Regions from separate parts of the Mus musculus genome. Here all the other regions are linked to region 1. The links are chromatin contacts, called in public HiChIP or PLAC-seq and capture Hi-C maps. All regions are on one chromosome and are shown on one strand. The core of a region is the stretch at or near the end of the contact, and the rest is flanking DNA. Distances in the headings are between cores, read along the strand shown.

What was found. HiChIP or PLAC-seq counts read pairs in DNA pulled down with a chosen protein or histone mark. Capture Hi-C pulls out chosen DNA fragments and counts their contacts.
Region 2: a capture Hi-C map of embryonic stem cells shows a contact between it and region 1, with 3 times the contacts expected there. The contact joins two enhancer-like sites. A contact is called at or near these places in 1 of 15 datasets of contacts at CTCF or cohesin (the NIH/3T3 cell line), 4 of 115 datasets of contacts at active chromatin or transcription factors (embryonic basal ganglia, embryonic stem cells and forebrain) and 1 of 9 other capture datasets (embryonic stem cells).
Region 3: a contact with region 1 is called in an H3K27ac HiChIP or PLAC-seq map of embryonic stem cells, with 5 read pairs. The contact joins two enhancer-like sites. A contact is called at or near these places in 1 of 484 Hi-C or Micro-C datasets (bone marrow-derived macrophages) and 5 of 115 datasets of contacts at active chromatin or transcription factors (embryonic basal ganglia, embryonic forebrain, embryonic midbrain and 1 more).
Region 4: a contact with region 1 is called in an H3K27ac HiChIP or PLAC-seq map of embryonic stem cells, with 4 times the contacts expected there. The contact joins the promoter of Sox1 here to the enhancer-like site in region 1. A contact is called at or near these places in 2 of 39 promoter capture datasets (embryonic stem cells and liver), 3 of 484 Hi-C or Micro-C datasets (cortical neurons and embryonic stem cells) and 12 of 115 datasets of contacts at active chromatin or transcription factors (craniofacial prominence, embryonic basal ganglia, embryonic forebrain and 6 more).

Annotation. Positions count from the first base shown.
Region 1 is chr8:12,049,226-12,055,696 of GRCm38.p6, reverse strand. No RefSeq gene overlaps it. Among named protein-coding and RNA genes, the nearest start is that of Gm33029, 190 kb to the left of the region's middle. Within about 2 kb of position 4,181, at least 16 of the 459 cell types and tissues checked have an H3K27ac peak or open chromatin away from gene starts, as enhancers often do. A contact at or near this core is called in embryonic stem cells, where this site is marked.
Region 2 is chr8:12,542,707-12,549,177 of GRCm38.p6, reverse strand. No RefSeq gene overlaps it. Among named protein-coding and RNA genes, the nearest start is that of Spaca7, 27 kb to the left of the region's middle. Within about 2 kb of position 3,792, at least 5 of the 459 cell types and tissues checked have an H3K27ac peak or open chromatin away from gene starts, as enhancers often do. A contact at or near this core is called in embryonic stem cells, where this site is marked.
Region 3 is chr8:12,425,022-12,431,492 of GRCm38.p6, reverse strand. It overlaps Sox1ot (Sox1 overlapping transcript), which reads right to left. Exons shown (of 8, transcript NR_027975.2): 2 at 6,391-6,471; 3 at 5,370-5,730; 4 at 4,586-4,714; 5 at 1,455-1,986; 6 at 762-1,343; 7 at 1-58. Among named protein-coding and RNA genes, the nearest start is that of Sox1, 33 kb to the right of the region's middle. Within about 2 kb of position 2,987, at least 12 of the 459 cell types and tissues checked have an H3K27ac peak or open chromatin away from gene starts, as enhancers often do. A contact at or near this core is called in embryonic stem cells, where this site is marked.
Region 4 is chr8:12,392,232-12,398,702 of GRCm38.p6, reverse strand. Sox1 (SRY (sex determining region Y)-box 1) reads right to left here and starts at 3,184. Exons shown (of 1, transcript NM_009233.3): 1 at 1-3,184. The coding sequence starts at 2,342. The coding sequence ends at 1,167. All of the region lies in intron 1 of Sox1ot (Sox1 overlapping transcript), which reads right to left.

The sequences.
Region 1 (6,471 bases), core at 2,932-5,431:
GAATGAGACTGGAAATTAATTTGTGATTGGTAAATGGATTACTATTGTACTGGATATGGTTTCTGTGGCTGTGATACAATACACCAGGACTACAACCTGGAGAGGAAAGGGTTTTATTTCATATTACGGTCTGTAGTCCATCATTGGGGAAGTCAAAGCAGGAACTCAAACACGGCAGGGACTTAGAGGCAGCGGCTACCTTGCTCAGCTTTTCTTATAGCACCCGAGACCACTGGCCCAGGGGTGACACTGCCCAGTGAGCTAGCCCAGGGGTGGCACTGCCTCCAGTGAGCTAGGCCCCTCCCACATCAATCAAGACAATAAACAGCCCAGAGATTTGTCTACTGAGCAATCCTATGGAGACATTTTCTCAATTAAGATTCCTTCTTCCAAGACATATCTATGTTTGTGTCAAGTTGACACACACACACACACACTGACAAAACAAAAACAACAACAACAACAAAAACCAGCATAACTTCTGAACGCTTTGCTGAGCTGATAGTGGAGTGTGCAGTTATTGCAGTTTGGGTCCAGAAGCCAACCATGGTATCATCTAGGACAGGAGGCATGGCATATATATACATACATACATATATATATATATATATATATATATATATATATATATCCCAAACAAGAGGGCATGCGTTTCCAAAGGCAACGGTGAGATGATGGGCATTCATGAAATGATTGGTTTCAGCCATTCTCTGACGCAAACAGCCTTTGTGAACATCCCAGACAGTGACCTCATCCACAGTAGGGCATCAGGGTTCGCCCATGGAGAAGCTGGGGAGCCTGGAGTAGGGCATCAGGGTTCTCCCATGGAGAAGCTGGGGAGCTGGGAGCATCACTTTTGCCTGCTGCGCCTACATTGCACCCAGGGCTCAGCTCTTTATTCCTCAGAATCTTTAGTTTTGTTTTCCTAAAGGCACGCAGCTGAGGAGATCACTATCTCAGTTGCCTTCACGCAGCCAATCAGATCCCAACTCTGTGTCCCCGCCCCTCACTCTCCCACTTCAGCCGCAGCTAGAGTAGTTTATCTGGCTCTAGACACTTCCTCTCCCATATTCCCAATGAAAATAAGAGAGTGTCTTTGTCCTTCCTTGTTTCGAGAACTGCCCTCTCTCCTCAGTGGCTAATGTCCCCTGCCCTGGCTTGTGGATTGTCATCCCAAGGCTGTGAGTGGCTCCATCTCTTTACTGTCCTGGAACATCATCCAGGAACAGTCTGCTCACTGCCTCCCAGGGAGCCTGCTCAACTCCCATCCCCAGGATGGCACACCCCTTGGTACCCCGCCTCCCCCCTCCCCCGCACTTCCAACACAGAGGACAGCCACAAACACACTGTGGTCCTGTAGATGTAGGAGAATCAAGGGTCACCGATCACATAGGACGGTGGTCTCACCCTTCCTAACGCTGTGACCCTTTAATGCAGTTCCTCATGTTGTACTGACACCACCCCCAACTATGAAATTAATTTGTGACTACTTCATAACTGTAACTTTGCTGCAGTTATGAATTGTGATATAAGTATCCTTGGTTTTCAACGGTCTCAGGCAACCCCCGTGAAAGGGCCATTCGACCACCAGAGGTAGCAACCCACAAGTTGAGAACCACTCCTTCTGTGTGGAGGAACACACTACTTCACAAGCAAGTAGCAAAAACCCTTCCCCGGACTTACTGTCTCAGGAGGGACTGCCAGACCATGCCCTGCTAATGGACAGTGTCAGGTGATTACTAGGCGAAGGCAGAAGACAACAGAAGTCACTACAGCTCGACACACACACCTCTGTGAACACTCCATGATTCCTCCATTGAGGCTTTGCCTAAAGGCTTGAAATCATGTTTATTTTGAGTGTGTACATTCCTACTGGGCTCCGTGGACCTATGGCCATCATTCTAACCAAGCCTCAGATGTGATCAACTATAATTCTAGACAATATGTAGGTCTACCTACCCTGCTCTGCCCTTAACATGAGGAGCGGATGCTCTGAACCAAGCAAGGCAATGGTTCCTGGACAGTCCAGTAATGCCATCCCCTTCCCATGAGACACCAAGGCTCTGAGAAGGTACAAGCCTCTTGGTGGGGGGGGGGGTCTCACAGTTAGTAAGAGTAATGCTGATTACACCCTGTTCCAGCGCTGTGGGCAGAGCATACGCCCACACGCTCTGTGCCTGATACGGCTGCTGAATGTCTGTTCATCACTCTAACATCAGCAAATGCCCAGGGCATTCCTGCCCAGGTGTTTCTGGGTTGTGAAAAGCCAGACCAGGATTCCAGTGGCAAGCTCCAGGTAGGGGGAACACAGGAGGGAGGGAGGGAGGGAGGGAGGGAGGGAGGGAGGGAGGGAGGGAGGGAGGGAGGCAGGGAGGCAGGGAGGCAGGGAGGCAGGGAGGCAGGGAGGCAGGGAGGCAGGGAGGCAGGGAGGCAGGGAGGCAGGGAGGCAGGGAGGTCAGGCTAGCATTTGGAGAACTGGTTCGACAAGTGTCTTTGCTGACTGATGCTCTCAGTCAGTCAGAGTCAGGGAGAAATGAGTCCCCTGATAGTGTCTCTCCATCTGTCCCCATGGACCCTTGTAACACAAGGAGAGAATGCAGGTCTCACTGACTGAAGGGCATCTGTCACTAGAGAACTCAGCCATGCACACCCACCTACCCTCCCTGACATGTAAGACCCAGTATATGTCAGTCAGCATCAACCAAATCCGCCATTAGCCATCTGGATCAGCGAGATGCACCATGGTGACTCATATACATGACTCAGTTGGACTTCACAGGACTGTCTTTGGGGACACAGTTCCTAGTCAAAGATAGTGTGACCACAGTGCTAAGATGTCTCACGGTTTTATTGCAACCACCCTGTTTACCATCAGACATAAAGGGGAATATTGCCTGAGATCACATGCACCCTGCAAGAGAGACTAGATGCAGCTCTCTGGTGAGGGGCAGCAAGAAACTGAAGCCAGAATAGAGGGTGACAGAAACCCTGAGGACAGGCTGAAGGAGAGACCCCATTTTCTGGGAGCTCTATTCAATGGCTCAGGATCTTCTAAAATCCTCTAGCACTGGCTCCCCTCTGCAGGAAGGAACCAACAGTAGCCACTAAGGCTGGAGTAGCTTAAGCATAGTACTGCATTCCAGGGTGGAAGAGAGGAGAGTGGCTGACCTGAGGACAGAGGCTCTCAGGGTGCCGGGCCCATGGTCAGTGTTCTTGGTGACACTCATAGGAAGTAGCCTGTTCTACCACAGAGCTGCTGACTCGGCACCTTCCTCCAGTTCTCTCTCTCTCTCTCTCTCTCTCTCTCTCTCTCTTCCTCCCTCCCTCCCTCCCTCCCTCCCTCCCTCCTTCCCTCTCTCCCTCTCTCTCACACACACCTCTCTGTATCCTTTTGTGTCTGTTAACCTATGGCTCCTCTGTATGTATCTCTCTGTGTGTCTCACTCTGACTCTGTCCACCTGTCTCTCTCTCTCTCTCTCTCTCTCTCTCTCATTTCAGTTATCTCTCAGTCTTTCTCTTTCTATCCCTCTATCCCCTTTTCTCTCTCCCTGTCTGGATGTTATCTGTCTATTTGCCTGCCTGCCTGTCTGTCTGTCTGTCTGTCTATGTGTCTGTGTGTCTGTCTCTCTCCATGACTCTCTTTGTCTCTCTGTCTCCTGTCTGTGTCTGTCTGTCTGTCTGTCTGTCTGTCTCTGTGTCTCTCTCTCTCTCTCTCTGTCTGTCTGACTCTGTCTCTCTCTCTGTCAGTTTGTCCCATCCTCCTGCTCTGCTCTTTCCGGTTTGCACTCCCATATTTTAGGAAGGCAAGTGCTTCTGTGGTGCTGCAGTGCTCAGTCATCCTTGGCTGTGGCCTCAGTTTACCATGTTTGGCCCCATCCCAAGCTCCTGCTTCATTCCTGACAGCAGGAAGGAGAACCACCCAGACGCTTGGCTTCCAGGCCGCTGTGCCTGCAGACCTCAATTGGATGCAGCCACGCAACAGTTAAGCTTGTCCTAGCTTTCAGGAAACAGTGGGGGTGGGGGGCATTTGTCTTGTGCCCACCAAGCACCTGCTTAGAGGCCCAGCTCCCAGGCTGGGGGCCTGCGTGGTCCAGCGCAGCTGGGAGTGGATGGATGAGGGTAGGAAACTGCACTGCTGGGACTTCCACGACAGCTGGTGACTCTGATAAAAATTAATCATACAGCAGGTCTGATGCGAGAGCTCTGGCAGGGAGTTTACAGGTGGTCGCTTAGAGTCCCCCTGCGCCCAGGACTGTGAGAGAGAGTGCAGGCCTGGCAGGCTGGCCGGCCTGTCCACCTAACCGGAATCGCTAATCAATTATGGAGCCCTCAACCAAGCGGGTTCTAGGGCCAGATCCCTCAGAAAACCAACCAAAAGCCAGAAGAAGGGCCAGACCACAGACAGGGGTGACAGAAACGTGGTCACCTCGCTGGCTCACTCAGGGAAGACACAGCCCCTTCAGAATCCCTTCAGGTCCTGGAACATGGGCTCGATTAAATATCTGTGATACCCAGCAAATGTAATGAGCAGAGGAAATTGACGACCGTTCCAACTAAATTACAGTTTAAAAGACAAGGAAGGTCCCAGGGGGATGCCAACAAAGCGACTCAGCTGACCAGGCCCAGGTAAAATTGAATTGGAAATGGTCCCTGGTTCATTAACATAACAAAAGTCCCAGTGTCTAAAGGGAAAAAAAGCCATTCTGTTTAAATGAAGGGGGGAGGGGCAGCGTCCTACAAACACAGTTGTCTGTGGCATGTCCACCCCAGCCCACAGAGAGGTCCTGACAGAGTAGACCCTAGTGCCCAGTGACACTGGCAACCTACAGGGTAACACCTAATGCCAGGACTATCTGCCTACTTAAAACCCATTAGACATTTATAATTTTTACAGAGGCGACTTTCAATCTACAGGAGGTCAAAGGCAAAGGTCTCAGCATTTAACTCAGCCCATGTCAGGCATCCAGTTCTCAACCACAGACAGGGGCTGGAGACTCCCAATAGCTAGTGTAAATACAAAAACCAACAGAACAAGACCTCAGAGGAGCTGAGGCAGGAGGATGGCCACAAACAAAAGAGGACAAGGGAGCAAGAATAAGATCTTCACAAGGCAGGGCAGTGAGTGGGCCCTTCTTCCTTCTGTCCCTGGCTGTGTGCTGTAGCCATCAGCACCCTCAGAGGAGTAAAGACATTCTGGGGAGACAGATGTACCCCTCTCTTCAGTCTTCAAAACACTGAAACAACAAAAAGGTAAAAGTAAAATTGCCCTAGGGATCTCATGTTGTGTCATGGGAGAGGCTGAAACCTGGTGCCAGCCAGAGGGGAGCAGATCTGAGTGGGAGATTTTACAGTTGCAAAACAGGCTACATGGACAACTAGGCAATGACGATGATGATGATGATAATGTAATGATGATGATGATGATGTGATGATGATGTAATGATGATGCGATGATGATGATGTGATGATGTGATGATGTGATGATGATGATGTGATGATGATGACAAAGATGATAGTGATGATGATGACAGTGATGTAATGATGTAATAATGATGACGATGATGTGATGATGATAATGACAATGACAATGATGATGGCAACAACAATGATGATAATGATGATGTAATGGTGATGTGATGATGTAATGGTAATGCAATGATGATGTAATGGTGATGTGATGATGATGTGATGATGATGTGATAATAATGTGATGATGATGATAATGATGATAGGTAGGACTGCTTAGTTATACATGCATCCTGTTTCTATTTAAACATAAACCTTACATCAGGACCCCAGAGATGGACTGAAATGCACTGGGCCTCTTGTTCCTGTTCACAATGTGTCCATGTCCCATTAGATATCCTTTCATAGATGTGCCTAAAGACAAGTGGTTGATTCTGCCCAGTGTGAGCTTTGACCTTACAGCTCCAGGAACAGGATCCTGGACAGACTGGTGTTGGTCTGTGCCAGACACTCAGTGTTCAAGGCTGATTTCCAGAGTAAGTCACTATCCTCCCACAGGGCAACTGAGGCTCTCTCAGATGACTAAGTTACCAGAAACTATGTCGGCCCCAAGAAGCATCTGAGAAGTGTAGAGTGTGCATCCAGCAGCAAAGACAAGGCTGTACTCTTCTTCCCCTGGGAACCTATAGGGATCCCTCATCTACCACAGGCTGCCTTTCCTATTCCCAGGAGCCCAGTTGTTCTGGCATGTTAGGAAAAGTTCCCACCTTGGGTCTGAGCTCATATCAGTCTTAGCTGGGAATAACATCAAACCTTGAGAAACAGTGGCTCTGGTGCAATAAGAAGCCACAGAAATGAGTTAGAACATGAGGTCATCAAAGGCTAGAAACTTCTAAGAAGTAGCTACTTCCCAATGAATGGCCCATGGCCCATGATGGCTGCAGTCACGCCTGCCCTCACAAGGCCTGTCCAGAGCCTTTCATTCTTCTAAAGATCTATTCAGGA
Region 2 (6,471 bases), core at 2,543-5,042, 490 kb before region 1:
AGCAAGCCAGTAAGCATCACCCTCCATGGCTTCTGCATCAGCTCCTGCCTCCAGGTTCCTGTCCTGACTTCCTCCAATGATGGACTGTGATCTGGAAGTGTATGCTAATCAAACCTTTTCCTCTCCAATTTGCTTATAGGTCATGGTGTTTCATCACAGCAATAAAACCCCGACTAAGACTGCCTCTCTTGCTGGGATTATAGGTGTGAGCCATCATGACAGGTTGCACTGCGGTGCTAGACCTCGGAGCCCTCAGACAGCAGCCCTGTGGGAACCTGGTCTGTTATACAACTTGTCCCAGGGACAGGTCACGGCTGTCCCTTCTGTGAACCTCCCCAGCAACCTCCCTCCTCTTCCAGGAATCAGAGTAGAACTCGCCCTACCTCACTGCAAACAAAAGGCTACACACTTAAGACCCTCTCAGCAGACTTCTTTTTTTTAAGCAGACATCTCTCATTTATGCTGGAGCAGGGAGAAGATTCATTAAAAGGAAAAAGATAAAAAAAAAAAAAAGCCCCCATCCCAGGCTTCACGACAAAGGGCATCTCCCGGTTTGGCTCTCCCCAATGGTGGGACCTAATTACCAGCGGCCCTGGCGGGCTGGGCCTGAGCCGCCAGCTTTGCAGGGTACAGTTCCTTTAATTACACACACATCTCCCTGCTCTCCGCTCTCTGGCAGCCCCATGGCCGGCACCTGTGCTCTCAGACCTGGGGCCCGGGTCGCCCTGCAGATGTCGAGGCTCTTTTGTTGGTTTCCTATTAGAGGCACTTAATAGGCAGGGGCCGGGGACAGCTTTGCTGAGCGCCTGGCAATGGACCGCAAACATTGTTCCCTCGGTGGGTAAAGGGTCAAATGGTCTCTCCCCTGCCCAGGCTCAGCTGGATAATTGCTGGTGATTAGCAATTTTAATTACCAGGTGCGAGGGGTCGCCCCCTCCCCCATAATTGGGCAGGTTCTTAATAGTCCTATGGCTGTAACCGGGGGAGTACCTTTTACCAATATGCTCTGGGCCTTTTAAAGTTAATTAAATTAAAGCCCCTAAAACTGCTAAGGATGGGCTGGGGGGGGGGTCTTCTGCTCCAGACAGAACAAGTTTCTAGGAACATACATCTCTAACTGAGCATGAGGTGAGGTGAGCCCCTGGGGTGTGGTCTGTTCCTTGTGATTGTAACCAAGATGGCCTCTGGTATCTCAGCTACCTCTGATAGCAGCCCCAGGACTCAGCAGTGTGCTAGGTTCACACCCTGACTTTTAGGGGCTTCACAGGATTAGTGACTCTGTCTTGATCAGTTTCTCCAAATAGGTATGTATAATTTACATCCAACCAATGCAAGTGTTTCTCTCAGTTGAACAGAAGCCTGCAAGTTCTGGGGAGTGGGGGTGTGGAGGAGAGAGAGGGGGATGAGAGGGAAGTGGGTGGGAGATGAGATGGGGGAGGAGAAGGGGAGTAGAAGGGGGAAAGAGGATGTGTCTCCTTATGTGGCCCTGCGGGGACCACACACCCTGGGTTGACCTCTAAGTCCCTGTTTCTCCTGTGGAACATGGCTTGGAGCAGCTTTGCTGGTAACTTGAGGTGGAGATTGGGAGCAAAGAGCACAATGGACTCTGAAGAGAGGTCGGGGACGTTCCAGAAACACAGCGGCTGGGATAGGACTGAAGACAAGAGCGAAGACCCAGCGGTGTCTTTTCCTGCTGTGACTAGACCTGGGCTGGAAAATCTTCCAGAAGTCCCCGCCCCACAGCTGCCCCCAACCAGTGGCACACAGACAGGAGAAGAGCTTTGCCACATCCTAACCTGGGTTTCTTCGTCCCTGCTTTTAGCAGCTTTAATTAAAATTAATTCCTTTCTGTGAGCCATGGGTATCTCCCAAGACTAGATTCTGCCCTAGCATGTGTCAACAGAATCTTTCTTTTTCTACATCAGTGTCCCCTTCTTCCTCCAGTATCCCACAATCCCCTGGTTGTAGAGGGGAGGCTGTGAGGTCCTTGGAGCACCTAGATGCTGGGCCAAGAGCCCAGGAAGCTTTTGACTAAGGAAGCATAAAGGAGGCTCTGAGTGGTGGGAGGGTGGATGGAGTGGTGGGTGGGAGGGTGGATGGAGTGGTGGGTGGGTGGATGGAGTGGTGGGAGGGTGGATGGAGTGATGGGTGGGTGGAGATGGAGTGGTGGGAGGGTGGATGGAGTGGTGGGTGGGAGGGTGGAGTGGTGGGTGGGTGGATGGAGTGGTGGGTGGGTGGACATGTGGAAACCTGCTGGGTCCAGGCTGGGTTCTGTAGGCTGGCAGGCCTGAGGTAGACCAGGAGGCCAAACAGGAGACAGACAGCTCAGGTAAGTATGAAAGTGAGACACAGCCCAGGCTCGCCCATCCACTCCCCAGTAAATTGTAATTGAAAATGACCCAGTTCTCCTCAACCTGCTCTACCTGCTGCCTTTTTCTGCTTCCTGTCCATAGTGTCCTACGTAGAGTGAGCACCAGATTCCATGCACATGGCTGGCTCTGTCCTAATTTCTACTTACAGCCTATCTCACATACTTACAGTGAGCTGGGGAGCTGGGGACCTGTGCGGAACTCTGGGTTCCATGACTGGCTGGCTGGACCTCACAGGGCCTGGAGAACGGCTGGAAGCTGTCTGTGGTTTTCCATAGGATCCTCATCCCTTCTTGGTCCCTACATAGACTGGTTCCTACCAGAGACATTGTGATGGCTCCATATGTGAAGACAGGAATGACCGGGTCATTTGACTGGGCCCCCTTTGCCTGTGGCAGGCCCCTGTACCGCAGCTGCCTGGAAGGCTCTAGCTAGCGGTGCAAGGGAGATCTGTTGGCAATGGTTGAGCATAATTTGGGTGTATGGGAAGTCTTGGCTGGCAGGCAACCTGTTCATTGTTCACTTTGCGTTTGCTTTAAAAATGATTACGCAGGGCATGGTGGCACGTGCCTTTAATCCTAGCACTCAGTAGAGTCAGGAAGATCTCTGAGTTTGACACTAGCTTGGCTTACTGAGTTCCAGGACTACATGGAGAGACCCTGTCTCAAAAAAAAAAAAAAAAAAAAAAAAACAAAACCCTAAAATATAACAGTAGTGGTAATGAATAAACTTATGACATGTATTTATTAAGTAGGTGGTTGGATATATGTATGTGCTACAGCATGTATGTGGAAGTCAGAGGCCAGCTTTTGGTAATGGCTTCTCTCCTTCCACCATGTGGGTTCCAGATATAAAACTTGGGTCGTGAAGCCTGGCAGCAGGCACCTTTAGTGTGACCTTTAGTGACTCGTTTCACTGTCCTGGGTCTGCACTCGAGTCTTGCAGGGAGTGACTGTGTAGGTTCAGTTCTAAAGACCAGGGGCCTGAGCATTACATTACAATGGTCCAAGAGTTCTGCATCTGTTTTGTGCACACAATGTAAAGTGTATGCAACTGGGATCTCTTCTGTTGTTACAAAACTCTTTCTGGGAAAGAGACCACAGGTGACAGATGAGGGGGCAAACTGGTCAACGCCAGCCACAGGGGAGGCATGTAGAGAGGGAAACTCAGGGCTAGAAAAGGAGAGGAAGGGTAAGAAGGAAGAGGAAGAGAGAGAGGCAGAGAGAGAAGAAAGTGGAAAGTGGAAAGAAGAGAGAGGGAGGGAGGGAGGAAGAGAGGGAGGGAGGGAAGGAGAGGGGGATGGGGAGGGAGAAGGAGAGGGAGAGGAGGAGGGGGGGGAGGCTTAGAGGGAGGTGCCCTGTCTGTGGCTTCCTTAATGGCTGCCACTGTTAGTCAAATTGTTCCTGTCCTGAGGGAAGCCAGGGCTTGCTTCAGGGTCTCAATGGACACTAAGCTGCAACGCCTATAACAGACCTGTTCTCCACATCCATCTGGACTGCTGAGGGGGAGTTATGCTTGCCTCAATTTTGTGTGCCGACGTCAGCCCCTGCTCTGCCGACTCAAGACAAGCCTGGACAACTCTATTGCTATTAGTCGCCCGCAGCGCCTCTCCACACACGGACTTCCTCGCTGCGCTCTGAGAACACAGGTATTGTGGCCTGAATTATGATCTTGCTGTGATAATACACTGTATTGATTCAACAGAACAACTTGTCTATTCTGTCTTCTCTCCCCCATCTCCGAGAAAAGAGGCTGACAATCAGGAACAGAAATATTTTGGACTTTGTGTCTTGTGGCACGAAGATGATTTAAAAAGAAAAAAAGTTCAATAATGGCAAAATAAAATTTTTACAGGGAGATGCAGTTCTCTCTGAACCAGGAAGGCGAACTTCTTGAAACCCTTATCCTAGGGTGGTGTTAAAATGCTGAGCGCCTGGGCTTCAGAGCAGAAGAAACTGACAACGTTGTGCTAAAGCTACAGTAACGCAGATGGAGATACAAAGAAGCTTCCGCTTTAGTCATGGAAGTTGGTGTTTAATATAAATTATCCTTCAAAAATAAAAGGATCGGGTTTCATCTCTGTCCCGCTTTACTCTCTTACAGTCTCTGGGCCCTAAGTGTTCTGTGACTTACCTGACGCCACTGCAGGTAAACCATCGAGTGCCACCACAGATGGTCTAAATTACGGACATCACACAGTCGCCTTCCCCATATAGCCATATCCATGGAAGCAGGTTCGACTCCAGACTGAGAACTGGCAGACGCACGTGAACATTTGTATGAAGTAACGCAGTCTGCTGGGGCCACTTTCGTTAATAAGTACTTCTATAAACAAATGAGATGTTATTTCCCTTCCAAACACTTCCATCCAACTTCACCCGCTGCACCCGCCTTTACGCCATGAGGCCATCACTGGTTTGAAGTGTCAAGGCTGCTGCCCACATAGGTCTGGACAGCGGAGGTCGGAGTGAAAGATGAGGGAGGGGCTGAGCTTGCAATCTTCCTCCTTAGCCTGCCCTCCGCTCGAAGAAAACCCTGGATACGAAGGGACCTTGTTGGCATGTGGTCCAGACTCCCCCTTTTCCAGGCTGCTACTCTTACTAAGACAGGTTCACTCCATCCAGGGTTGGCTTCACCTGATCCAGGGAAGTCTGCAAAGACAGATGTGCCAACAGATATCTTGGATCTGGATGCAAGCGTGTCTTTTCGGGACTCAGTTTGCCTCAGGATAGCAGTTGAGAACGATTGCTCGGACCCAAGAGTCACGCCACCCGCCCCCTTTTGCAGAGAATACAACACTCTGGACAATGGAATGGCTCTTGCTGCTCCTGGCCGGTATGGTATGCCTTGGAGGCCTACCTGGAAAGCAGGAGCTTGGGCAGGCCAGGAAGGGTTTTCCACAGTAAAGCCAGAGTGCGGATGAGCTGGGGTCAGGCAGCAAAGTGGAGGCGAAGGGCCTCAGAATCTATGGCCATTGTCCACAGGGAATCTACTCAGGTAGGGTCATTGCGTGTCCACTGTCGGTCACAAAACTTCACAGGTGGTCTGGGAGGTTCACTCCTCAGAAGGGATTTGTTCTGAATTTCTGTTTATTCTTTTAGGAAATTTGCTAGCTAGATGGTGAGTTAACACCTGCCCTTTATCTAGCCTTTAAATGGAACACATAATAGATATATAATGGATAAATATACACACATATTTACATATATCATTACATATCCATATATTTACATATGAAATGGATAAATGTATGTACATAGCATGTACATGCACATACATACATGCATGTGTGTATAATACATACAGTTGGACACATATGCGCTTGCATATAATACACATTCATGTTAAATGCACATATGATTTGTATACACACACACATACACACACAAACACACACAGGAGACATATAATGTATATACAGTTGTATATAGCACATATAATGTATATATAACTGAGCACATAAATACACACACACACACACACACACACACACACACACACACACACACACACGCTTTTTTCTCCTAGCCATCTAAGAGACAGGCATTCAGTAGCCCTGGAGACACAGAGGCCCACTTCCATTCTGCATCAATAGCTGAAGAAGCCATTGTTGTAAAGTGCTTGGCTACACCTATCTCATGGCTTGGCTTTGTTGAGCCACCTGGAACTGGGGTGCAATTGAAGTCCTGTAGCCTAGAAACCAGGTTCCAGGTACCACAAGCAGAGCAGAAGCAGGGGCAAGGCATGTGAGGCTTCAACAGACATTGCTTCTATAACTACCTCTGAGGATGTGTGTCTCTGAGCCAGTACATCCACACCCTGCTCACAGATCCAGCACCCAGAATGGATGTTCTGATCAATGGTTGCTGCCTTCCAGCTGGACCAGGAGAGGCAGTAGCTCCTCCCACTACATCCTAATGTAGACATATGCCAAGATCAGACAGAGTGTTTATCCCCCTACCTCGGCTGCTGTATGCTAAGGGATGCACCTCCCAGCCCCTGTGGTCCTTTCTCTACCTGCACCTTCATTCTCAGAACCTAGCTTGGGCCACCCCTCCATGATGGGCTTTCCCAGGTTGCAGCTCTCCTAGAGTTTGTAGCA
Region 3 (6,471 bases), core at 1,738-4,237, 380 kb before region 1:
TTGGGAATATAGCGATTAATCCAGCCGCAGGTTTCCAGATAAGTGACTGTGATGGAGACTGTTGGCGAGAAAATAGACAATTATCCGCTGTTAGCTTTACATAAAGATCGCATTAACTCAAATTAGTTATCAGACAAAAGAGCGTCGGCAAGCGCGCCCTGCCGGCCCGCGCCCTGCACGCGGGCACCTCGGGGTGCAGCCGGGCAAAGCGTGGGGCTGGGCTGTGGCTTCGAGACGTGGGGCCGGGAGTGGGAGGACGCGGCGGGAGGGCTCTAGGCTGGCGTTACTCGTGCTGTGCTGGCCTGGATGGGGCGAGGGAGGGACATAGGGGCAGCCTACGGAGCCGGATCGGCCGGCCCCTGAACTACAACAGTCCCACCTCAGTCTGTCCCACGCTCGTCCCTTTTGCAAGCTCTACCCTGGGAGCCAGCCTGTCCCCGCGACCTGTAGTTCTTTCGTCTCTGGCTGTGACGTCGTTAATTCTCCCAGGCAGAGGCGGCTCTCCAGGCTCGCCACTGCCCCGCAGGGTGCACTGGACAACCTGGTGATCTGATCCTGCGGGGCTACCAGCCAGTATTCCCCGCCCCTGAACCCCCCACCCACCCACCCACCGCCACCCACCGCACTTTCTGAAGGTCGCTCTCAGTATGACTCATAGAGACGAAAAATGAAGACAAGCTGAGGGGGACCGGGCCCGAGCAGGGATAGGATGGGGCTGAGAGTGGCCTGAGGCAGGACCACGTCAGTGCGGCCTCGATTACCAAAGTTACGCACTGTCCACGCACTGAGCATCTTCGCTACCCTCCTTCTCCTGTATCCCGGTTAGCCTGGACACCGGCTTTCACCCGCAGGATGGATTTCGCTGACCGCTGTCGGTGGGAACAAACGCAGCGCCCAACATCCCGACGGGTTGCAACGCCCAGCGGGGTCCCCACTGCTGCAGGCGCGTACTGGCGGTGGCGCTTGCGCCCGGCCGGCCTCCTTGGCCCCAGGGTCCCCGGTCCCGCTGAATAGGGCGGATAATGACCCCCGGTTCCCAAGGCAGGCTCTCTGCTGCCTGGTGAGCCTTGGATTTGTGTGGTCCAAGCCTTTCCCAGCTTGTCCCATTCTGTCACCGGGATAAGGGGCTCCCTCGGCTCGTTTGCACCTGCGTCGCTTTTGGCTCCTTCAGGAATGCGCTGAAGCTTGTAATCAGCTTTGTGAAGCCATTGAGTGCACGGCTGAGTGAAACTTCCAAAGCTCGAGGAAAACTGGCCGGCTGAATAGGAGCCAGCATGGGGCTGCTCTCCAAGCCTCCGCGCTGCCAAATTCCAGCAGAGCGCCTCACAATCGCCTTCCCCACACTGAGAAAAGTGAGAAAAGAAAAGGAAAAATACCAGTCACCGGGGTTAGCTGTTTGTTCCCAGATTAATGGCAAGCGGCTCCCTCCTACTCCACCCCTCCACAAAGCTCACCAGTTCAGGAAATATGACAGGGAGGGGAGGGCAGTTATTAATAGCTCCCCAACTGATGTCACCCCCCCCCCGGGCGGGGGTCTTCTGGGTCTCTGGAGGGGTCCTCCATTCCCAGTTGTTGAGTTGAGCTCCATGTGCCTTAGGCCCAGCAGTTGAAGCTTGTCTTTGCTTGAGTAGAGCGGAGGATGAAGCCATATAGAATCCTTAGCCTAGGCTTCAGGAAGGAACCACTAAGCACCGGGCTCCTTCTATGCAGGCCCAGCAGGGACCCTGCATGCTGGCCCCTTAGCAACAGGTTCCTGGGTCTCTCCTTAGAGGAGCACTCTCACTTCCAAGACTCCCGTAATACCGTTTCTTGGTGACTCCAGTAACAGAGGTGCCTGCAGGGTGACAGCCACTACAGGTGCTTCTCCTTCTGCTTCAGGCATCTGGGCTGTGATTTCTAAGAGCCAACTACTTAAGACAAGTATTTCCATGTGCCGCAGAGGCCCTGGCTGATTCTCTCCCACTCAAGGTTAGTGAAGGCTCCTCTCTGCAAAACAAAATCCTTACCAGTCAACAAAAGACCAGACAGCCTGCAAAAGGCAAAACCATCCTTTTCAAGGTCCAGGTATACCTGGATTCTGGATGGCTGCTCGTCAAGGGAGGGCTCCTCCTTGGGAAGCCACAGTAGGTTCTAGAAACAGTGCGTGCAGTGTCCCTGTAGACAGAGGCACCGCCAGTGTCTACTTTGTGGATGCTGATCTGAACTCAAGTTTCAGAAAGGAAAACTAGAACCCTTTCTCTGTATCACTCAGGAGACCCTTAACTTAGCAAAGCCCCGTAAGAACCTCCCAGAGAATAGAAAGCAGAGGCCATATTGTGATGGACACATTAAAAACTTGCCTCACAATGGCTCTGGATTTTCATAGCTAATGAATTCCTTCCACCCTGAACAGGAAGTCTTTTCTGGGAGCACAGCTACTCGGCTCTTGTTTGATCCAGATGTCCATGTATGCCCTCTAGCCAAGAGAAGCTCAGTCCTGTGGGGTTCTTGCTGCCGTACCTTGCTTCCGTGGGGGGTACTCATGATGTCTGACTGTGGCTCTGTGCTATAAATAGTCCCCTGGTAGATCGAAAGGCTTAATGGGCCTCTTTAAATACCTAACTTATTATAAAGCCCTGGGGAGAATAACATTAACAGGCAGGGAGGAACAAGAATCAAGCTCCTCCTGTAGCAGCCCTATTACAGTGCTCTTGGTTGCAATCCTTACGGTGCAGAGTGGGCAGGAATTTTCCTATTTATACACCTTAATGTGCAGAGGGGGCTAGAGCACTTGAGAGGGTGTGAGAGACAGCCTGTCTGAGCAAGGAGGGAACTGAACTTACAGAGGTGGAGGGAGTGTCCCAGAATTGCTAATCAGGAGGATTCTGGCTACTTTCAGGTCCACCGGAAGGAGCTGCAGCTGGCGCACCGTTCTGCAGTCAACCATGCTTCGCAGCGGCCGGCGGACTAGTGAGGAAGCCCTCCCTTTCAGACAGACCAGGAGGAAATGTGGGACTCAGAGCAAAGTTACCTGACTGGGAACCCAGACTGTACATGCTCACTCAGAGGCTCTGAGCCACTTTGAACATCCCAACTCGCGCAAGCCACCCACGCTGACAATCAAAGTTTACTTTTTTTTTTTTTTCATTGTAAAGTTCGGCTCCATGTCTCCTGCAACCCCACTCATTCCAGCCACTCTCAGCGACAAGTCAGGAGGATCTGCGGCAATTCAGAAATGAGTGAAATTTTATTCCTGGTGGGGGCACTGGATTAAGAGGCTGGGAGAGTGTGAAGCTAGTCAACGTGTAATTGCGTGATAAGGCTCTCACGAGGAATTTATTGGCCAAGTTGCTATTTCTATTCCTTCCTAATCTGGTTTAGCACATTCGTTCTGTGCAATCTGTCTTCATAATCTCCTGTAGCAGAACGGCAGCCAATGGAAGCTCGCGTGTTTGGAGAGTGCAGGAAATATGCAGAAGCGCGATAAACTGATGCTAATTACCCATATTTAGGGCAGCAAGTGCAGAAGATCAAGGTTTACAAATAACAAGCCAGAGCCGATGATGATGGCTTCCTTGTGTGGAATGTATCGGAGGGGACCAGATAAGGGTTTCACGGGCAGCAGGGATTTATTGGTCAAAGGCTGTACCTTCCACTTCCCCACTTTTATAGCAGTAAATTATTTCGGCTAAATTCACCAGAACATCACTCTTTCATTTGGCGATGTGCCGTGACTTGCTCTTTCTTTGTGTCCATTCAATGCAAATCCTTGTAGTTTAACATCAGCTGATAAGAAACAAATAATTGAAGTAATAGGTAATTCCCTTCACACTGTGCACATAGGAGGGTCCAGGGGAAAATGAGCCCAGGCAAGGAGCAGGGGCTGAAAGCAAAGCGGCTTCACCTTCAGCCCTCGGACCACATGTCTAGTACCATGAGCTCACAGCATTGCCTCCTGCGCGTGGCATGGCCTGCTTGCTCACGAGGAGAATCACTTCCGGCGTGGCACTAGCAGAGCTGATGCTCTTGTCTAGAATCCTGATCAGATGATGACAACGATGACAATGACAATGAAGAAGACCATCAAATTATACCCAAGTATAGCGTTTCACCCTCTCACCACCACAGCATGACCATGACTTAGTTTGCCATCAGCCCTGTTCCCTCTACAACTCCCGGCTCTGAGAACAGACACAGGGAGGCCTGGGAAGCTGGTGGCAGGTGGAGGATGAGGGTGGAATTCTTGGCAATGCAGTAGCTGCTTCCTATGGCCTTGAGAGAACATTGCACAGCCACCTGCTGCAAACCTGCACAGCGGTAGTTTTAACATTTGTATGTTAAGTAAATGCAGCCCAAGGGCTTGCTTCATTCTTTGAGAAATTGCTAGGGTTTGTCTGTAGCCTTCTCAGTTGGTAGTGGAGATGGGCAAAGGGCATTCTCTGTTAGATGCATGTGGCAAAATGCTCTTGAGATAAAAGGAGCCATGCTCTAGTTTGGGGGCATAATTTACAACTCCTAAATAAGAAGGGATTAGAAAGGATAGTTGATCTTGCCACAAATTATTTTTATTCTCAACCATACAGACCACGAATTCTGTAATGCTTACCTCCATGGGCATGAATGTTTCCTTGGTATTCCAGCAAGCCCGGGGTGTGTTTTTATTCCATGTACCACCGTGGAAGGGGGAAAAAGGGATGCCAGTGGTCGGCTGTTGAATCTGAGGGTGCATCCAACTCTAGAAGGATAAAGACATTCCATGTGTGCATCTTAGAACCCAGAGCAATTGGGGTGAGAGGTTTAATTAACTGTATAATGAGTCTGTAACGTTTTGCCAAAAATATTTTAAAAACATGCCCATTGTACTGTGAGAGTTAACTTGTTATGAATTAGCAAGCGTACTAACAATAGTGTGTGGCTAACACAATATACACGCCATTGTTGCACATGCATTCCAAAATTATTCATTTAGCTGGGCATGGTGGCATGAGCCTTTAATCTCAGGACTTGGGAGGCAGAGGCAGGAGGATCTCTGTAAGTATGAGAACAGCTTGATCTATATAGTAAGTTCCAGGGCAGCCAGGACTGTATATAGAAACCCTGTTTCATATAACCACACTCTACTATTACTATTACTGATGATGATGATGACTTAATAATTTACTCATTGGGGAAAACAAATATTCTCCCTTAGGAATAGTCAGAGAGGGGTGGGGCAGTTCAGGTTTCCTGGGAAACACATCGATTAGAGAAAGAACCTGTTGCTCAAGTCATCTGATAAGTTCACATTCTCAGAAGTTCATTTATTCCCCCCCCCCACCTGAACATTCCTGTGCCCAAGTGACTGACTGACCCACTTCACTCTGGCCCACGTGCTTAGTGAAGTGACTTACCTGGGCCATGCTTGCCGTTTGAGTGGACTTGGATCTGCAGAGCCAATGAGATGATGTGGTCACTTCCTCCCCCCTCGGTTGCGGGGAGTTAGTTCACAGGTCTGACTTGCATCCAGCTTCACCTGTGTGTGTCTTGTGTGCAGTCCCGAGACAGCTTCGTGGCTCCCTGAGACCACTGGTTGTCTGTGAAGGTTAGTAACCCTTATTTTCAGAACACGCTAAGTTGAGATGATATTAACCAATCAGTCTGCACCAGTGGGAGCTGATCTAAACATTCTTTTTAAGTGAATGATTTCTTTTTAAATTGGCTTGTGTCCTTGAAGACAGACACAGGGACCAGCTTTGACCTCATAGAGTATTCCTGAAAAAGCATAGAGAAAATTTATTAGATTATTATTATTATTACTAGTAGTATGTATGTATGTATGTATGTATGTATGTATGTATGTATGTATGTAAAGTACGTATGTCCCCTTCAAGTATGTATGTATGCCTCTGCAGGCATGATAATGTGTGGGTGGGTGTGATCATGCCTGTGCCCTTGCAGGTGTATGTAGGTGTGTTTGTTCACGAAGGTGTGGGCAGGTATGTTTATCTGTGCAGATGTGGGCATATATGTGCAGATGTGTGTCCCTTAAGGTGCATATAGGCATGTGTGTGTACATACAGGTATGTTTGTGTATGCAGTTATGAGCAGGTGTGGGCTCATGTGTGTGTACCTGAAGGTATGTGTAGGTGTGTTTGTGTGCAGGTATATGTGCACAATTGTCTATGTAGGCTTGTGTCCTGACAGGTATGGCAGGTGTATGGAAAGGTGTGTGTGCATTCATTGTTCATGGGTAGGTTTGCACCCTATCGACCTGCAGCAGCGGGCACTTTGAATTCCTACCCGAGTGAAGCCCAGGAGAAGGTCAAACAAGAGAGGTGCAGGGGAGAGTAAATCAGAGGAATGGTCTAGGTCAATGTCTTTCTGAGAACCCGATGCTCTCCCTATGGCCCTGAACGTGATCGCAGTGCTTACCCGCCAGGGTGGGGGTGGGGTGGGCACCTGTGCTGTTCATACACTGACTCTGCCCACTCAGACGCCCACGTTAACTCAGCA
Region 4 (6,471 bases), core at 1,935-4,434, 340 kb before region 1:
CTTGGCCTTGTCCCACCACTGAGCACAACCCATCCTCCTTCTGAGACCCAGCTGCCTCAAAACTGCTACAGTATGCAAAAGGCAGAACCACAGGAAAGAAATGCAAAAAAAAATAAGCCAGGGCCATGGCAGTTAAAACGCTAAACCATTAGGAAGCATTTTGTAATTACTTCCCTTCTGTGTCAACTTGAACTCTACAAAATAATCTATGGAGTTTAAGATTTCTCTTTCCCCACCGAATAAAGTCACGGAAACGCTGCACTCCGCTTGGTGGGATTTCCTTACTCTTGGGCCCTGCAGATAATTTCTCCTCCAACAGATTGCTAATTGTATTTTGAACTCATAAAACATGCATATAAAATTAGCACGTTTCGATTTCACAGGGAAACGGGCTTTTCTCTCTTAAATGTATTGATTCAAATTTGATGCATTTTGGGGGTATCTCTCTTTGTTTTTTGCTTTTAGATGAAAGACTTGCAGGCTATGTACAACATCCGACTCCTCTTCCCCCCGTATCGCAACGCCTAAAATAAAAATGTCACAACGCATTTACAAGAAATAATACAAAACAAAACAAAAAATTGGAAATGCTCGGATACAGAGATTTACAAAACCCAGAATATAACTCCACCGTCTGAGAGGGGATTGCGGTATAAATTAACCAACCAACCCAAAAGAGCGGTAACAACTACAAAAAACTTGTAAATGTTTGGATCTGCCTTACTTAGATTTATAACAAGTGAGAAGGGCTCGAGGTCCGTCACTCGGCCTCAGGCAGAAGAGCTGGCGGGAAGTAAACCCCGGAAAAAGTTACAGAGCCGGCAGTCATACAAAAGTTGGCATCGCCTCGCTGGGTTTTTGTCTTTTGTCCTCCGAAGCCGAGAAAACGCTGTGTGCCTCCTCTGCGGACGATAAATACTGTACAAAAGGTCTCATGAAAACACCAAAGTTCAGTCTAAGAGGCCAGTCTGGTGTCAGCGCCTCGGAGTCCTGGGGAAGGTGATGGGGGCAGATGTCACCTGGCGCTCGGCTCTCCAGAGCGGCCTTTTATCGAGAGCGCGGGGACCTCGGTACAAAGTCGGGCTCTGGAGGCTGGGGCGCAGGCCTCGCTCTTCGTCGCCGGGGCGCCGGCCTTAAGCCGCAGTGTCCCCGGCGTCCCCGCGGCGCTAGATGTGCGTCAGGGGCACCGTGCCGTTGACGCCCGCGCCCGCGCCCTGGTAGTGCTGTGGCAGCGAGTGCAGCCGGCTTTGGGCCGCCGCAGCCGCTGCCGCCGCCGGGTCGCCACCCTCGCCGGCGGGCAGGTACATGCTGATCATCTCGCGCAGGTCCCCGGGACACGGTGCCCGTGAGTGAGCCGGGGCCGGCGGACTGCCGCTCGGCTCCGACTTGACCAGAGATCCGAGGGCGCCCAGGGCCCCCGACGACGCGGCTGCCGCGGCTGCCGCTGCCGCCACCGCCGAGTTCTGGTGCGCGCCGCCCGCAGCGGCGGCGGCGGCGGCCGCGGCGCCGTAAGGGATGCCGCCGTAGCCCGAAGGCGACGCGCTCATGTAGCCCTGAGAGTTGGAGATGGGGCTGTACTGCAGCGCGCCCATGTCGTAGCGGTGCATGGGCTGCGGGTTGTGAGGATGCGCGTGCGGATGGTGCGGGTGCGGGTGCGCCGGGTGTGCGTGCGGGTGCGCGCCGCCCGCGCCTGGGTGCTGCCCGTAGGCCAGCTGTGCCTCCTGCATCATGGCCGCGGCCGCAGCCGCCGCGGCCACCGAGCCGGGGTAGGCGCCGTTAGCCCAGCCGTTGACATGCGCGTAGCCTCCTCCCGCCGCGCCGCCTGGGCTCTCCAAGCGCTGGCCCACCGCCGCCGCCCCGACGCCCACGCCCACACCCATGGCCACGGCCGCGCCGCCGCCACCCGCGCCGGCCGCTAGCAGCCCGCCGGCCAGCGAGTACTTGTCCTTCTTGAGCAGCGTCTTGGTCTTGCGGCGCGGCCGGTACTTGTAATCCGGGTGTTCCTTCATGTGCAGCGCGCGCAGTCTCTTGGCCTCGTCGATGAACGGCCGCTTCTCGGCCTCGGACATGACCTTCCACTCGGCCCCGAGGCGCTTGCTGATCTCCGAGTTGTGCATCTTGGGGTTTTCCTGGGCCATCTTGCGCCGCTGTCCGCGGGACCACACCATGAAGGCGTTCATGGGCCGCTTGACCCGATCCTGGTTGGCCTTGGTGCCCCCGCCGCCGCCGCCGCCCCCGCCCCCACCGCCGCCCCCGCCCGCCCCGGCCGGGCCCGAGAGGTTCGTGGGCGCCTGGGCGCCGCCGGGCGAGTGCAGGTCGGTCTCCATCATCATGCTGTACATCTGGGCGGCTAGCGGGTTCACCGGTACCGCAAAGAGAGGGCCTGGAGCATAGACGGCCGGGTGGGGGTGGGTGGGTGGAGAGAGGATCAGCCCAGAGAGACTGGGGGGGGGGGTGTGTGTGCGGTGGGTGCCTAGCGGAGAGAAGGGGGTTGGGTGGAGGCCACAACAACAACAACAACAAAAAAGAGGCAAAAGCACACGCACTTAGCGCGGGTCCAGCTCGCAGGTGGAAAGTTTCTCCCGGTGCACAAACCACTTGCCAAAGAGGCCGATGGCCAGGTTGATTGCTGCCGTCCGGTCACTCAGGGCTGAACTGTGCAAACAGGTGCAGTCGTGGCCAAGTTGAGGCTCCACTTTCTGGGTCTGAAGCGGTGCCCCTGGGCCCGACGCAGGGTTCGCTGCCTCCTCTTGTCGGCTCGAAGTCTCCGTTCCTGTGCTGGCTTCCTTGGCGGCTTCCAACTCTGGGACCGCAACTTCTAGCAAGGCGGTGCGCCGCGTGCGCTGGGCATGTGCTGGTCCCAGGTGCCTGGGGGGAGCCAGGCGCTGAGGGGGACTCGGAGGGGGGTTCGGAGGGGGCGATCGCGGTGCAGCCAGGGAGGGGGTTAGGGACAGCAGTGGGAGTGCCAACGCGAGCAGAGAGCCAGAGAGCTGTGCCGCTGTGCCCAGGACAAGCTGTCCGCTGCCTGCCCGAGGCCGTGCGCTCGGAGCGGAGGCGCACGCGGGGCCGGTGGCGCGGGGGGCCCAGCAGCCATACGCCGGGCCCGGGCTGCCATTAAATGAGCGCGCCGCGGCCAATGGGAACCGGCGGCGGCGGTGATTTGCATGGCGCGCTGGCGAGTGACGTGGGGAGGGAGTAGATACACTGGGCGCGGGCGGCGGAGCAAGGAGGTGGAGGAGGAGAGAGGGGGGGAACAAGGGCAGGAAGGAGGGGGAAAAGGGGGCGCGGGGGGGCGGGGTCACAGCCACACTGCTTCCTGAGCGCGCGCGCGCGGCGGCGACGGCGGCGGCGGCGGCGGCGAACCCAGAGCTCGCCCCCTTTGCCTCTCCCCGCCCGCGCGCTCCGAATGATTAACGATTGGGTTGAAAACCCAGAGGAAGAAAGAATCGCTGTCGGGGGAGGCGGGGGGAATACAGCCCTGGGTCGTGTTTAAATGCGCTCATTGGAGACCCAGCTCCTCCCCTGTCCCCAGCCAGCCAACTCTGTGCCCGCTGGGAAGGGGAAAGTTGGAGATAGAGGCCTCACTTTGCACTCAGCTCAGCCGGGAGTGCAGAATAACAGCGGTGCGGGGGAGATCCTCCCGGGGGGGGGGGGCTTAGGCCCAAAGTACCTCTGCTGGGTTTCAGGCCAAGCGGGGCGGCTCAGTCTCTCCCACCCCTGGCGCTCGGTGCATTCTCAGAGCCTGCAAAGGCCTTTACAGATTCGGGATCTATAATTCGGGTCTCCGTGGCAAGAGGTGCAGCGGTTTTTGTGTGGTGCTACGCTCCTAGCTCCCTAATCTACCCCGAACTTTCTTGGGGGAGGGGGTGTCTTTTAATGGAGCGGAGTGTTATAGTCAGGTGCCAATTTACTCTATATCCTCTTGAATTTCTGCGAAGGTCAAAACCAAGATCTAGCTGGAATCTTGTTACTCCGACAGTAAAAAGAAGTTTGTGGAAACAGCAAAAGAATACCTACCTAGCCTATGCTTTTCTGAAGCGATTCTCCCAGAAGCTGTTTGCCAAAGGATTTTGAAAATCGTGTGAACTCGGGTTTGCGAGGGTGGGGGTGGGGTGCGGGCGCTGAAACGGAATTGGAAGGTCCAGTGACAGGGCCGCCTTTTTGTATGTTGTTGTTTTTGTTTCTTCGTATGTTGTGAAAAAGAAAGGGCAGTTCTGGGGATGATCAAGACATACACAAATGGCCGTAATCCATGAATCTCAGAACAAATATGATTCCGGGATGTATAAGAGATTTCCAACCCCACCCCAGGCTACTTGGGATCAGACCATCATGTCCAAAAAAAAAAAGGGGGGGGGAGTTATTGTAAAGGCTTCTTCCAGAAAGACCTTTAGAGTCTACAAGTTCTTCAGATATCCTGGGGCGGGGTACAGAGGGGAGAGGATAGAGTTTCTACTTCTAAGATCTAGGTGCTTCGGGAGGTTGCTGGTGGGTAAAGCAAGCCTGGTCAGATGCCTGCAGACCGCCTCGCGTGTAATCCAGAGGCTCTTCTGATGACAGATAACCCGGATAATAGCAAGAATACAGGTGTTCCAATATGTTGGACGGTGAACATATGACAGCCCCCCCCCCCACTAACAAAAACATCTGAGGCTGTGAATTTCCTGACGCCGTTGCTCCCTTGCTATGATTATTACAGTGGTTTATTTTATTTTATTATTATTTTTTTTTATCTCAGGTTGTTACAGCACAGTACAGCCCTCAGCCCGATTGAGCTTTCATTTCAGGCCATTCAGCACTTACTAGAAAACTCATCAAATAATATAGAATTGTGCTAGAAGGGAAACATCGTTTCATATTTTTATAAACATCTAGGTCATAAACTTAGTTTTCAGCTACCTTCTTATTTCAGCCATCAAGTTTATTAAATCTTTTGATTTGTTTCACGAACTACCTACAAATATCAGTTACATTGTAAATGAACAAAAACGAATAGGACTATTGTTTAAGAATGCCGTAGAACCATTTTCCTTGGATAACTTAGGAGGTGATGGGTGTGCTGGGAGATCCGCTGTGTTAGGGCAAGTCAGCAAGACTGAAATAAAGGAAACGGTTTACAAATTATAAACTATATTATCCACTTAGCAATTGAAAGATTTCTTTCTTGTGCTTTTCAATTTAGATTTTAAACTAAATAGCCAAAGACCCCCTGAAAATGCTTTGTGTAAATCAAGCCTGGCACATTATTTTCCATATCAATGGGGCAATTTATTTTATAAACACCCTGCACTCCAGTGAGCTTTGCAGGAATGCTTTATGCCTTAGGAAACTTGGATAGATGACTTTGAAACAGTCTCATTTCTTCCTACCATAGGGCTGAACATTGTTTCCAAATAGGATGTTACTCTTGTTTTCTAGGACATCTAAATAGGAGGTAAACGGCATCACAATGCATACTGCCATGTTGGTGTTTGGCATTCTGGGAACTATTCTGCAGAAGCAAGTCCAAGCTGGTGCAAAACCTATGGGTGCCCACCTGCAGAAGTATGAAATCAGAGATGCAGGTGTAACCTGTTGCCAAGTGACAGAGAAGATTGGTGGTTGCAGTCTGTGCCAACTAAGCAGTGGTGGGCATGGTGTGCCAGACCTCCTTGTGCCTTCCATCCTGGTATGAGCAGAGGGTCCTGTCAGTGACAGCTTCTGGAAGTCTCCTTCTGTTTCCCTATCTATAGTCACTTCCCCAATGGCTTCACAGACACAAAAAGAACAGTCTACAACCAGTTTGATAAACACTTCTGTCTGCTTCCCATCTCCCCAACGGCTGGGTGGGGCTGCCTTCCTAAAAACTATATTCTTTAGGATTTGAAAACTGCACTGTGTCCAAGTAAAACTAAGAAAAGTCCAGAACCCAAGGCAAGGGATTAGTTTCACTGTTGACTGACCAATCTTTGTTCTCTCAGCAACTCAAAAATCTCATGGTGCCACTGCTCAGAATGCCAAAGAGCGACTTTACAAAGTGGCTAAGTTTTTATTCAACCTATGGTTATAATCCTTCAAAAATTCAAGTCAGCTCATTGCTAGTGGGAATTATTCTGTGTGCAGGCATGGGTGCTTGTATATGTCAGTGCTCATAGATAAATTATGAAGGCTTGTATATATGAAATTATGTGCCTACACTCTTGCACAATAGTCTTGACTTTGAAATAAACCAAGTCCTGGGTTTTAAACACTTTCAACTCGAACCCCTGACATAGAAAAACCAATACTTTGGCTCCTTTACACACACCTTTGTGCTCATGAGACCGAGAGGGCCCCTGTGGACAGAAGCCCTTGTCCTTCTTTTTGAAGGCTGGCTCTGATACATCTATATATGGGTTTTTAAGCTCAGCATTAGTCTCTCAGGCTCCAAACAAGTTGGGTACGTTGGGGACCATGCAAGACTAGAAATTATTTCATATGGGGTTCAGATTA